Linked DNA regions of Danio rerio: region 2 is linked to region 1. The links are chromatin contacts, called in public HiCAR-type maps. All regions are on one chromosome and are shown on one strand. The core of a region is the stretch at or near the end of the contact, and the rest is flanking DNA. Distances in the headings are between cores, read along the strand shown.

The links. HiCAR-type assays count read pairs that join an accessible place to other places.
Region 2: a HiCAR-type map of caudal fin shows a contact between it and region 1, with 8 times the contacts expected there. The contact joins the promoter of fez2a here to the promoter of preb in region 1. A contact is called at or near these places in 7 of 18 Hi-C or Micro-C datasets (caudal fin, embryo, fibroblasts and 3 more) and 2 of 4 datasets of contacts at active chromatin or transcription factors (caudal fin and embryo).

Annotation. Positions count from the first base shown.
Region 1 is chr16:2,764,825-2,771,826 of GRCz12tu, reverse strand. It overlaps preb (prolactin regulatory element binding), which reads right to left and starts at 3,468. Exons shown (of 10, transcript NM_001002638.1): 1 at 3,339-3,468; 2 at 1,530-1,691; 3 at 16-211. The coding sequence starts at 1,664. It also overlaps a transcript of adcy3a not described here.
Region 2 is chr16:3,020,120-3,026,287 of GRCz12tu, reverse strand. It overlaps fez2a (fasciculation and elongation protein zeta 2a), which reads right to left and starts at 1,296. Exons shown (of 8, transcript XM_009292014.5): 1 at 963-1,296. The coding sequence starts at 1,249. acot22 (acyl-CoA thioesterase 22) reads left to right here and starts at 3,482. Exons shown (of 3, transcript NM_001256219.1): 1 at 3,482-4,003; 2 at 6,019-6,168. The coding sequence starts at 3,493.

The sequences.
Region 1 (7,002 bases), core at 2,219-4,718:
TTTGTGTTGACTAACCATCTTTGGCCGCAGGTTTCTTGTTGTGTTTGGCTTCATGAAGACTGAACTTCATTAATCTGCACGTGTCGTCCTGTCCTGCCGCCATCACATCTCCTCCCAGACACATGTTCATGGTGGCTCGAGTGTCTGTTTCATGAGTGTGCAGCAAGGTGGCGCTGTGTGCACCGCCCACCAGATCCAGACTCAGAAAATGCTGCAAAAGAGACCAAGGCTGTGTCTGAAATCGCACCTTATACTCCGTAGCAGTTATTTCTAGCCATTTCTTAACCATAGTGGACCAATCAATCCCACAACGCACAATAACAAGTGTACAACCCATGCACACTCAACAGCTAGAAAATATAATGCACTGCGAGTTCTCACGCCGAATGAATTTCCAGGTCTGACCACAAGATGGGTCTAAAGCGCAATCCTATAGGTGTATAGTTATAAAATAAAATTATATTTAATTAATGTTTGTATAAATGACTGCAATCAAAAGTATTTGTTTCATTACTAACAGACAGATTGCTGAGTGTTAAATAACTATCACAGAGGGCTGCACATTTCCATTAAGAGAGAGAGAGAGAGAGAGAGCACAGAGAGCTGCATCAGAGAAGAGCTCATTAATATGCATGACCATTCCAAATATGGTCAATACAGAGCTTCTGATACTATGGGTGTTTATTAAGTATCAAAATACATATAGCTCAATATTGAAAAGGATTATTGAGGTTGCATTTTGGCTAAATGGTTTAATTTTAAAATATTATAGAGCAGACTTCAGGAGTAAACTTTAGTTTCCTTTATATAAATTTCAGAAATCTCAAGGTCAAAAAAGATAATATTGAATTAAGATTTTATTGTAAATAATTAAAGATTATGTATTAACTAAAAAGCATAGATACTATCAATCAGATGATATAAAGTAGGTCTATCATATTATTTAAGTAGCATCTAGTATATTATGGGTGACAGCTTGTTCAAAGCACATTTTTGATCATGATCATTTAAAGGCCTTATAAATGTTCTCTCCGCTTCCTATAAAAAATATAAAAATATTATTTATAAGCTAAAATACATCAATGCTATCAATCAGACGATGTAAAGTAAGTCTATCATGTTATATACTACTAAGTATCATCTTGCCAAATTGCCCAGCCCTAAAAGGGTTTCATTTTAAAATATGATAGAGTGATTAAATGGTGTAAATTAATCCTATTTTGTTTAAATGTACATTCTGTCACCCAGCAATGCAGACGATTTGGTGAGCAAATCAAGTCAAAGGCAGATTCTGCTTGACCTGTGTATTCAGCATTGAACTCCACTGTGTTATAACTGTGATTGGGTGCTTTTATTGCATTAAGTTCTCATTTAAAAAGTTATACTGCATTGGACAATACAATTTTAATAATGTTTTTAATTTATTTTGAAATATTATTAAATAAATTATGAAATTACCCAAGGCAGCTTTAACATAACATAGTTTGGGCAAAGTTAAGATGCCTTAAATGTGTGTAAATGGTCAGTACCACAGCGTTCTTGATGCCCGTTTTGGACGCTCCTCCTCCTCCAGCAGTGATGATCAAGCCGGTCCTGGGGTCCATCTTCACTGTATACAGAGGGAACGGCGCTCTGTAAAGCTCAGGTGCTCTGCGTTTACCCATGATGCTCTCTGCTCTCTGTATTCTGGTCTGAATGTAAAGCACTGGTCAGTTTTACACACAATGAATGAATTAAGATGTAAAATAATATAACTGATATTCGTGACCCTTCCAAATATGGTCAATAGTGAGCTTCTGATTCTCCAGGTGTTTTATGATTGAGGTAAAGCTGGTTTTATATTTGCACATTCAGTGACATTGTGTGACATGCTCTCTATATTTGTATACTATCATACTTTGAATATTGGTTCTGAAATCACATGCAAGTAAGACCTAAAACAACATCAGCTGTGAACAATGCTGTACCTTGATCGTCATTGGCTGCTAATATGATTTTACTAATTAGAATATGCTAATAATAATTTTCTGAAATCATATTATTAGGGTGAAAGTCAGAATGTGTGAATATAAAACAAACTTTACCCCAATTATTTGATGGAGTATCAAAATGTATATCGTTCACCATAAAAAAACAATTATCGAGATTGTATTTTTGCCATATTGGTTTCATTTTGGATTATGACACTCTAGTTTCTCTTTACCTTCATATAAATTATGTATTAAACTCTGTATTCTAATTTGTATGTAAATTACTGATCAGTTTCACACACAAGTAATAAATTAAGATATAAAAATAATAATTAAAGTTGCAGTAGGTGATTGTCTTCAGATTGGGAAAAACCGAAACAGGGCTGTTTTATGATTGAGTTAAAGTTAATTTTATATTCACACATTCATTCAGTGGCATCTTATGACACGCTCTCTATATTGTTTATTATGGCACTTTGAATATTTTCAGTCTGAAATCAAATGCAAGTACGACTTAAAACAACATTTGCACAATTTAATTGACAGTGTTGTACTTTCAATATTGTCGTTGTCTGGTAGTTTACATTTACCTCAGTGGTCCTCATTCACTACAGTACCATCTGCTCATTTTTGAGGTAAAGTTGGTTTTATATTTGCACATTCTGACTTACTCCTTAATTCCATATATGTTATTATATACATATACACACACACACACACATATATATATATATATATATATATATATATATATATATATATATATATATATATATATATATATATATATATATTACATATATAGCTTCAGAAAAGCATCCTGTTGATGTTTGCAAATGGTAAACAGGGATATCACACTAGCTAGTAGAAAATGACTATCGAAGTACTGTTCAACTTCGATTAAACAAGTCATACTTAGATGTGATTTCAGAGCGAATACTATGGTAAACAAGCATGTCACAAGCTGTCACTGGACAAATGTGCGAATATAAGTCCAACTTCACCTCAATCTGCTCAGTAAAGCTCTTTAGTGACTCAGTTAAGCAATTTACTGGCTTTACTGTCTTCAGATAACGGGATAAAAGCTCAGTGTGTGTGGTGTTTTTGCTCCATTGACTTCCATTATAAGGATATATTTTTTATTGTACAGCCATGACAGCACATAATCATGGATTCCTAATTGTTGTTTGTTTTCCCCTGTTGGGAAGAGGCACACTTTGTCATTTTTTTACTGTTGACCATCAATTGCAGTGCAAAAAAACTTCGTTTCTGTCTTTGTTATTGAGTATAACGTTAGTTAGTGCCTGTATACGTGTGTGTGTGTGTGTGAGTCGGTAAACGCGTGTGTGCCGCGGTGTTTCACTGCACCTGTGTCTGCGGACGCTCTCCGGTGTCGTGCTGGAGTTTTCCCGGTGTTTAGAGCTCATGCCACTGTATTTCCCTTCTGGATGTCTCACAACATCAGTCATAGAACCACCATTTACTTCCTTGGTTTACCTAGGCACACGTCAGCACTGCGTCACGTCCTACGCGCCTGCGTCGCACGCGTACCGGCATGACGTCCCGCGCGCAACCGTAGTAAATAGGTGGTAGAAGAGATACAGCTGCGGTCGATAATATTTTATAAATATTTGTTAAATTCTCCATTAATTATATTTTATTAACGTCTACACTCACACTACATTTTAAACCCAACCATCAAAGTAATTTAACAAATGTAATTATTGCTGTATATTGTCAGAAGAATTAAGCTTTATTGATGTGATGTATCCGCAGCTGTATCCCATCGAGTCTTTACCGTAATACATGTAGTAACGGGTCGATAATTATTCATATTATTTGTAAATTGTTCATTAATTGTATTTTATTAACGTCTATCCCAAACCTAGACCCAACCACCACATTAATGTAAAATAATAATAATATTAATAATAATAATAATAATAAATAATAATAATAATAATAATACAATTATTATTGTGAATATTATTATAATTATTACTATTATTACTTTTGTGGATATTATTAATTTTTGTGAATATTATTATTATGATTATTGTGAATATTATTATCATTATTATTATTATTATTAATACTATTATTGTGAATAGTATTATTGTTGTTATTATTATTATTGTGAATATTATTATTATTATTATTACTACTATTAATAATACTATTATTGTAAATATTAGTAATATTATTATTGTGAATATTACATATAGGGGGAACGACGATATACATATTCATGATGCTACTCAAATATATTAATACATAAACACAATAAAAAATAAAACTCTGATTGAACAAAACAAGAAAAAGGAGAAAATAAAAAGATAAATACATGAATAAACAAAAGTAAATAATAAAAATAAATAAAACATTATACACATAAATAAAAACACATGTCATAAAGTGTGAATCATCTCAGACTGGTTTCTTGAACATGACAATGAGTTCACTGTACTCAAATGGCCTCCACAGTCAACAGAGCTCAATCCAATAGAGCACCTTTGGGATGTGGTGGAACGGGAGATTCACATCATGGATGTGCAGCCGACAAATCTGCAGCAACTGCGAGATGCTATCATCTCAATATGGAGCAAAATCTCTGAGGGATATTTCCAGGACCTTGTTGAATATATGCCACGAAGGATTAAGGCAGTTCTGAAGGCAAAAGCGGGTCCAACCCGGTACTAGTAAGGTGTACCTAATAAAGTGGCCAATAAGTGTAGTTAGGTTAGAGTCCTGGCTGGGTCAGTTGGCATTTCTGTGGGGAGTTTGCTACAGGTGCTCTCCCCACAGTCCAAACACATGCGCTATAGGTGAACTGGATGAACTAAATTGGCCGTAGTGTATGCGAATGAGTGTGTATGGGTGTTTCCCAGTACTAGGTTGCAGCTAGAAGGGCATCCGCTATGTAAAACAAATGCTGGATAAGTTGGAGGTTCATTCCGCTGTGGCGAACCCTGATTAATAAAAGGACTAAGCCAAAAGAAAACAAATAAATGAATATTTAACAAATTAAATATTTGTAATAATTATAATGCATAATAAATATTCCATGCATTACAATAAAAAAATCATAACTAAAAATAAATTAATATTATTTCTATATGAAAACAAAATCACATTTAAAAGTGAAATTAAAAGTTTCATTTCAGATTATAAGTCAAACAAAAATAAATCTCAGAAATTGTAAAAATTGAAATGTAAAAGTTTTAAATTCAATAAAAGTAATTGTATTTTTATTTGTCATTTCTGTCCCCCCTGAGAAACTTTTATGCACCATAATCAAAACAAACAAAAACAACTTCTGAATTTAAACACCGCTAATATAGCTAGCCAACCGGAAGTGTAGCAGCAGTGGAAAAAAAAGACTAAAAGGTGCTAAAAGGTCAGTCTCTTCACTCTGTTTTCCCCTGAAGCTTTAAATCCCAAAACTCCACACGTGTAATGAAGTATTTCATAATTGTTCCCCGATGAATCTCTGAGGCAAAGCGAATTTAATAATTACCAGGCTCCCGCGCGCTCCCTCGGCTTCTCTTAGCAACGAGAGCCGGGGATTATATAGATATATATTAATTAATAATAGTAAACAGGCGCAGACTTTCATAATCTGATATGTCACATTCATGCTTGAGCAGCTCCACTGATGTGATGTGATGTTGATGTGCTGTATCTATCTATGCTTTATAAAGGTCAGTTATTGATCAGCTATTTCTGTGGAATAATCGATACGGCCCTGAGGTGCTCCAGCCGAAAACATGGCGCTTTATGTAATGTCATTAGGATTAAACCAACCCTACTGAACCAGCCTGTCTCACTGGAAGAGCTGGATATTGGCTCACAGCTAGACAAACAACCATAAAATCTCGTCCTCGCCTTCGTAAAACGCAACGGCTGTTGCTAGAAGGGATACAGCTGCGGATGGAAGTTAACGAGAATTATTTAGCGTACATTACTGATCAAATCACCCATTAAATCTGTTTTATTAAGGTCTACCCTCACCCAAACCCTAAACCCAACCATCAGAGTAATTTAAAAAGAGTAATTACACTGGATATTATTCATATTTTTTATTAAATTACCCATTAATTGTATTTTATTAACGTCTACTCTTACCACAACCCTAAACCCAACCAAAAACAGTAGTTACACAGCTATTCACATTATTTGTTAAATTACCCATTAAACTACATTTACCCCTAACTTTTTAAAATGTAAATGATTTAATTTTACACCAAGAAAAAGTTTTAAATTTAACGTAATTTTAAGGAGTTCAATTATATACACTCACCGGCCACTTTATTAGGTACACCTTACTAGTACCAGGTTGGACCTACTTTTACCTTCAGAACTGCCTTAATTCTTCGTGGCATATATTCAACAAGGCACTGGAAATATCCCTCCGAGATTTTGCTCCATGTTGACATGATAGCATCACGCAGTCGCTGCAGATCTGTCGGCTGCACATCCATGATGTGAATCCCCCGTTCCCTCACATCCCAAAAGGTGCTCTATTGCAGTGGTTCCCAACCTTTTTTTACCCCCTTTTCCCCCTGAAAAATATTGTAAGGCTCCCCCTGTACATTTAATGATATTATCGTACACATAAGTTTGCAGTAGGTATGACCAAAAAAATTATGTTTTCACACAAACGGAATGTTTATTACTGTATATAGATATGTTTATGCACAAATAATAGCCTAATGTAAAATATAAAAGCCAAACATCTGTAGGCCATTTGTTTTGGGTACACCTTGGGGTATTGGGGATGAGTCGTCTGCAAATGTCTTATTAATTTGGACGGCCACGTGCATTCATCAACAAGAGCTTTGGAGCAGATAATGCACTGTGGCTGAGTCAGCGACTCTTTGCTTAGAGAAAATGGAATAAAGCCATATTTCAGGTAACTCTCTTGGTATTTCCTGCATGTCATGTTTCCAGTATTGCTAGCGCTGTGACCCGAAATGTTTGGAGCTTCCTCACCTGGTATGCCTGGGTCAATAGTATTAGCTGCTGAAGGCGA
Region 2 (6,168 bases), core at 47-2,546, 260 kb before region 1:
CCCTAAAATTCTGTCCATAAAAATTATGAACAGAATTGGTGACAAGGGGCAGCCCTGCCGGAGTCCAACATGCACTGGAAACAAGTCTGACTTATTGCCGGCAACGTGGACCAAACTCCTCCTCTGTTCATACAGGGACTAGACGGCCATTAACAGAGCACCCTCCACAGAATGCCATGAGGGACACTGTCGAACGCCTTCTCCAAGTCCACAAAACACATGTGGACTGGTTGGGCATACACCCATGAACCCTCGAGCACCCTGGTAAGGGTATAGAGCTAGTCCAGTGTGCCACGGCCAGGACGAAAACCGCATTGTTCCTCCTGGATCCTAGGTTCAACCATCGGCCGGATCACCCTCTTCAGCACCCTGCCATAGACCTTCCCCAGGAGGCTGAGGAGTGTGATCCCCCTATAGTTGGGAGCACACACTCCGGTGCCCATTGTTAAAAGTGGGAACCACCAACCCCAGATGCCCAGTCCAGAGATACCAATAAATAGAAATTCACAGAAATATTCAGAATACACAGAAATGTTCACAAATAGACACTTTTGATTATTATAACTTGATGAGATTATGTCAGTTTCTTAAGTGTCCAAAACATTTCTTTTGTAAATCATGTAGCTATATGACTAGCATGGTTACTAATGCTTCAGTGTAGTTTGTTTGTCTCTGAAAACGCATGACATAGTAAACAACAACATCCCCAGTCACGTGACCTCGACTGATGCTCAGGAATTCTTCATGATGACGACATTTAACACTAATAATCAAACTCCTGCTGAACATCAACGTAAACAAAGCAGTGTACAAGACAAAAAAAAACGCAATTAAATGTTTACGGTGCAGCATGTATTCATTAGAAGTAACGTTACGCTGTTATGTCGCGTCTGACATCATTGACGCCAATGAAACAGCAGCACGGTACATTTTTACAGTAATGTATGCGTTTATTCACTTACTCGTCGCATTTTAGCGTCGTCTCCTCGTTTAAAGACGTCAGTTCATTTCCTGCGTCCGTTTTCGAGTGCACATCTTGAAAGCACAGCTGTAGGTTCTCGTCGAAGTGTGTGGACGTGAACGCGCCCGTCTGAAGCGCGCTCTCGGCGTCTGAAAGCTCGTCCAGCAGCAGCAGCAGCGACAGCCGCGTCTCCTCCGCGCTAACATCCAAATTCCGTCCCGTTCCGCCCTTAAATTCGTTAAAATCCTGCCATTCTTCATCCTCTCTCCGCGATGAAGGTTCCGCCATAACAGTCCGCCCGTGGAGACGATCTATCTGCTCTGAAAGCCCATCTCATGAATATTAATTGAAACGTGCCGATGTCCAGTTGCGTGGCTAATGAATATTCAAGACACTCGAGCCAGCCAATGAGAGAGTCGAACAGCACGTTGCGTGATTACTATTAATGAGCAAAGCTTTCCTAAACATAAGTTTACTATTATTCTCAATGCATTACTTAAGAGCAGTTATTGTGGAGCAGACTTACAATAATTCACTCTCTCTCTTCTCTACTTTAGTTGAAATGATGGTTTTTTAACAATACATCTACACTCTCTCAGAAATAAAGGTACTTGCTGTTACTGGGGTACCATTCATATTAGTACCTAAGTATTTTAAAAGGAACACTTTTGTACTTTTTAGGTACTAATCTATACCCTTGAGGTATTAATATGAACCCTTTAGGTACAAATGTGTACCTTTCGAAAAGGTACCACCCCAGTGACAGCTGGCGTACCTTTATTTTTGAGAGTGAACTCACATTGTCGTCTGTTGTTGTTATTAACCAAAGCAGAGGCTTGAGGTGTAATGAACTTAATGTAATCTAACTGGGTTAATACAACAACATCAATTAAAACAATCTGAAGCATAAAAATTTATGAGTGAGGTAAAAGTGTATTATGACATTTATTGTCATATGTGCGACATCACATTATCAGAGAATTCTCAGGGGGGAATTATTATTAGCATGCTGCAATATTAGCCTGTCATTTTATCCAATTCGGTACACTTCATCTATACTGTAGCAAGCGTTAGCTAATTCATTGTACTACAAGTTAGCAGAAAACAGACATTATCAAAATAACTAGGACTAAGTACGACCACTATGCTGACATTTACATTAAAGAGTATCGAGTATTACAGTGCGATGTAAAACTCACTGAATTAATGATCTGTAATATTGCATTTTGATGACAGATCGATCATTAGATGCATGTACTTTTTTAAAATCCTGATCTCCGCCATGTTGTAACTTCGGTGCTGTGGCAACCGTGGAATGCATTCGGAATCAGAGTTGCACTGACTGCAATTGAGCGAGAACACCACTAGTGTGAAAGTCAGACGGTGTAGATGGACGCAAAGTTTTCAACAGTTTCCATCTGAAGCTCCTTTACGGGACTCCAATATTGTAAACACTCAGTCCAATGGGTTCACGCGGCTCTTGGTCCCACACACACTCGTCAGCCCTACCAAGTCGATGGTATCACAGAGCTTGCGGTACGCGTCATTGTGACGTGCAGGTAAGGCTGATTTATGCTTCTGCGTCAAGCGCACATGTATGCTGCGGCGTAGCCTTCATGCGGTCGCATAGCCCTCGCCGTGGCTCTCAAGGCTGATATATACTTCTGCATGCCTTGCACATTGTCATATATACTTCCGCCTGCTGTTTGTGTTGTTCTGCAATAACACTTCTGAAACACTAGCTGGCAGCAGGTTTTTTGTCTTGTTTTACGCTTGAGCAACTAAATGAATGCCAAAGTTTATTTAACTGAATGTACAAAAAAAAAAGAAAAAAAGATTTATCAGGCCAAGCAGAGACTTCTTGAGGAAATTAACAATCCTTGCTGAGCAGCGAAACTTCATTGAAAGTGACGCGCCAGAAAGCCGAAGCAACCCTGCAGCCGATAAATCGGATCTTGAAGTAGAGTTCATTGATTCAGAGGAACTGTTTGTTTGTGAGCCGCTCAATCCTGTATCAGTCGATAAGCAAAGTTCACACTTAAATTTCCTCGAAAACCTCTCCGAACTGGATGAGCCTGCCTTAGAGCCCTATCCACAACCGCTTTGTGTCCCAGGACCAAGCGGTTATGCATTGAATGTCACTTTAAGCTGAATACTAGTATCTTGAAGAATATCTAGTCTAATATTATTTACTGTCATCGTGGCAAAGACAAAATAAACCAGTTATTAGAAATGAGTTATTAAAAGCTATTATGTTTAGAAATGTTTTTCTCTCCGTTAAACAGAAATTGAGGGGAAAATATACAGGAGGGCTAATAATTCTGACCTCAGCTGTAGTCAGGTTACTTCATCCGTATCAAAATCACATGCCATTTTTAAATTGCTCGCAGATATGTAATTTGAGATCTGACAGTTCAAAGTCTACATAAATATAAAACTGATCTTGTGACTGATTCGAGTCCAAAGATGCTTTAAGAAGCTCTTTGAAATCATCTTTCTAAGCAGTATCCTGCAGTGATCACAGGGATAACATGTATGCAGCACTGAAATTTGCCTTTATGCCTTTTGCAAGATCCCTTGCGAAGGTGCACTACAGTTCAGGAGTCAGCATCAAGCTTCTGCCCAGTTACAAGTGCTCATTCGAAGACCCGGTGCATGTGATGGTGAGCGGCTTAAATCCACATCAACGTGTGAATCTGCGCTCCAAAATCACGGATGAAGGTGGACGTGATTTCAAGGCTTCAGCGATCTACCTAGCAGATGACAATGGCCAAATTGACCTCAAGCGCGACTCTTCTGCTGGCGGGAGCTTTTCTGGAGTGGAACCGATGGGTTTATTCTGGGCTCTGAAAGCAGATCTATTAAGCTGCAAGTTCAAGCTGAAAGATGTGACGCGTCCAGCTCTTGTTGACATTGAGGTTGTCGGTGAGGATGAGAAAGTCCTGGCCAAAGTGACCAACGAGAGACACTGCCTGAGCGAGGGTGTCCGGAGAAGTCTTGTCACCGAAGGAAGGATCAGAGGGACTCTTTTTATGCCCACTGGTCAGTTATTTGCATTATTATGCTGTCTCTTTCATCTCTCTGTCACTTAAGCCAACATTAGCACCAGACACAGTTTTAAAATCATTCATTAATTCTCCTTTGACTAAGTCTCTATTTCAGAGGTCACCTCACCCCAATATTGGGAAACACCCATACACTCTCATTCAAGCACACTCTATTACACTACGGCCAATTTAGTTCATCCAATGCACCTATAGCCCATGTGTTTAGAGCCGAGGCTCTAACCCAGGGGCCACCAAACTTGTTCCTGGAGGGCTGGTGTCCTTCAGATTTTAGCTCCAACTCTAATTACACACGTCTGAACAAGTTAATCAAAGTCTTACTAGGTATACTTGAAACATCCAGGCAAATGTGTTGAGGCAAGTTGGAACAAAACCCTGCAGGGACACTGGCCCTCCAGGACCGAGATTGGTGACCCCTGCTCTAACCAGTGACCTTATTGCTGAGAGGCGATTGTGCTACCCACTGTGCCACCGTGCTGCCCCAAAACTCATTACAGTCTCTTTTTAATAAGTTATATATAGTCTTATAATATCTTATAATAGTCAGGTAACAGATATGAATGTTTAGGGCATTGCCTTGCTGTGCTGAAAATGGGGATGTGTCATTTACAGCTATGCCACAGCCTGAGCAGTGGCGTAGCAGACGGGCCCGCAGGGCATGCACCGCAGGGGGGCCCTGCGTGATTAGAGGGCCCTGCGTCGTCGCGATTTTAAATAATTGATAATTTGGCAACCGCAATAATCAGGGCCGGAGCAAGCTGAACTGCCGCTCCAGGCAAAGGACGGTAACGCCGCCCTCAACTTTGAAGAGAAAGTCGCCCTCTCTATTCTGCCGTCCTTGACGCAGATATAACAGGGCGCGGGTGGTGAGGGTAGTGTCACGGACGCCGCCCTCTCTATTCTGCCATCGTAGACGCGCTCTCTATTCTGCCATCCTAGACGCGCTCTCTATTCTGCCGTCCTAGACGCGCTCTCTATTCTGCCGTCCTGGATGCGCTCTCTATTCTACCATCGTAGACGCGCTCTCTCTTCTGCCGTCCTAGACGCGACCTCTGTTCTGCCCTCTCTCTTCTGCCGTCCTAGACGCGACCTCTATTCTGCCGTCCTAGACGCCCTCTCTCTTCTGCCGTCCTAGACGCGACCTCTATTCTGCCCTCTCTCTTCTGCCGTCCTAAACGCGACCTCTATTCTGCCCTCTCTCTTCTGCCGTCCTAGACGCGACCTCTATTCTGCCCTCTCTCTCCTGCCGTCCTAGACGCGATCTCTATTCTGCCGTCCTAAATGCCCTCTCTCTTCTGCCGTCCTAGACGCGCTCTCTATTCTGCCGTCCTAGACGCGGGTATAACTGAGGGCGCAGGTGGTGAGGGTAATGTGGCAGACGACGCCCTAGACGTGGATATACCTGAGGGCGCGAGAGGTAAGGATAGTGTCGGGGACGCCGCCCTCTCTATTCTGCCGCCCTAAGCGGACGAATAGGTCGCCTCTAAGGACGCGCTGGCCCTGGCAATAATTAAACTCTTTGGAACAACTGTGGTCGGAACCAAAGTTCACAGGTCTGTGTTCTCTAAACTCCTATAAAGCGGTGGACTACTTCATTCTGATTGCTTGCCGCCTAACCGCGTCATAGCTCATACCATATAGTTGACTTGATTTCAACTGTCCTCGACGCTCACACCGGAGAAGACGTGCCGCGCTGTTCCTCGCCGCCGGTTCCCATAGAAAATTAATGACTTCTGGCTACTTTGACGCTCTTGCCGGTTTCGGTTTGTGATCGCTCCTCAGTTTGTGAAGGCTTCCCCGCGTTGTCGTTCCACCCCGCCTCCCTTCCCCGCTGCTCAATTTGTGATCGCTTCCCCGCGTTGTCCCCTCCCCCTTCATCAGGGGGCCCGTCAGTAATCCCTGTAGGGGGGGCCTCCGCATTTTGCGCTACGCCACTGAGCCTGAGGTTATCTAAATGAGTTTTTATTGCAGGTATTACACTTTTTTTTTCAGGTAATGGACCATTTCCTGGGATTTTGGATACTTACATACTTAAAGGAGGTCCTTTTGAGTTGAGAGCAGCTCTGCTGGCAAAGAGAGGCTTTGCAGTTTTAGCCTTGGCCTACCAAAACTACCAGGATTTACCCAAAAAAGCTGACAAAT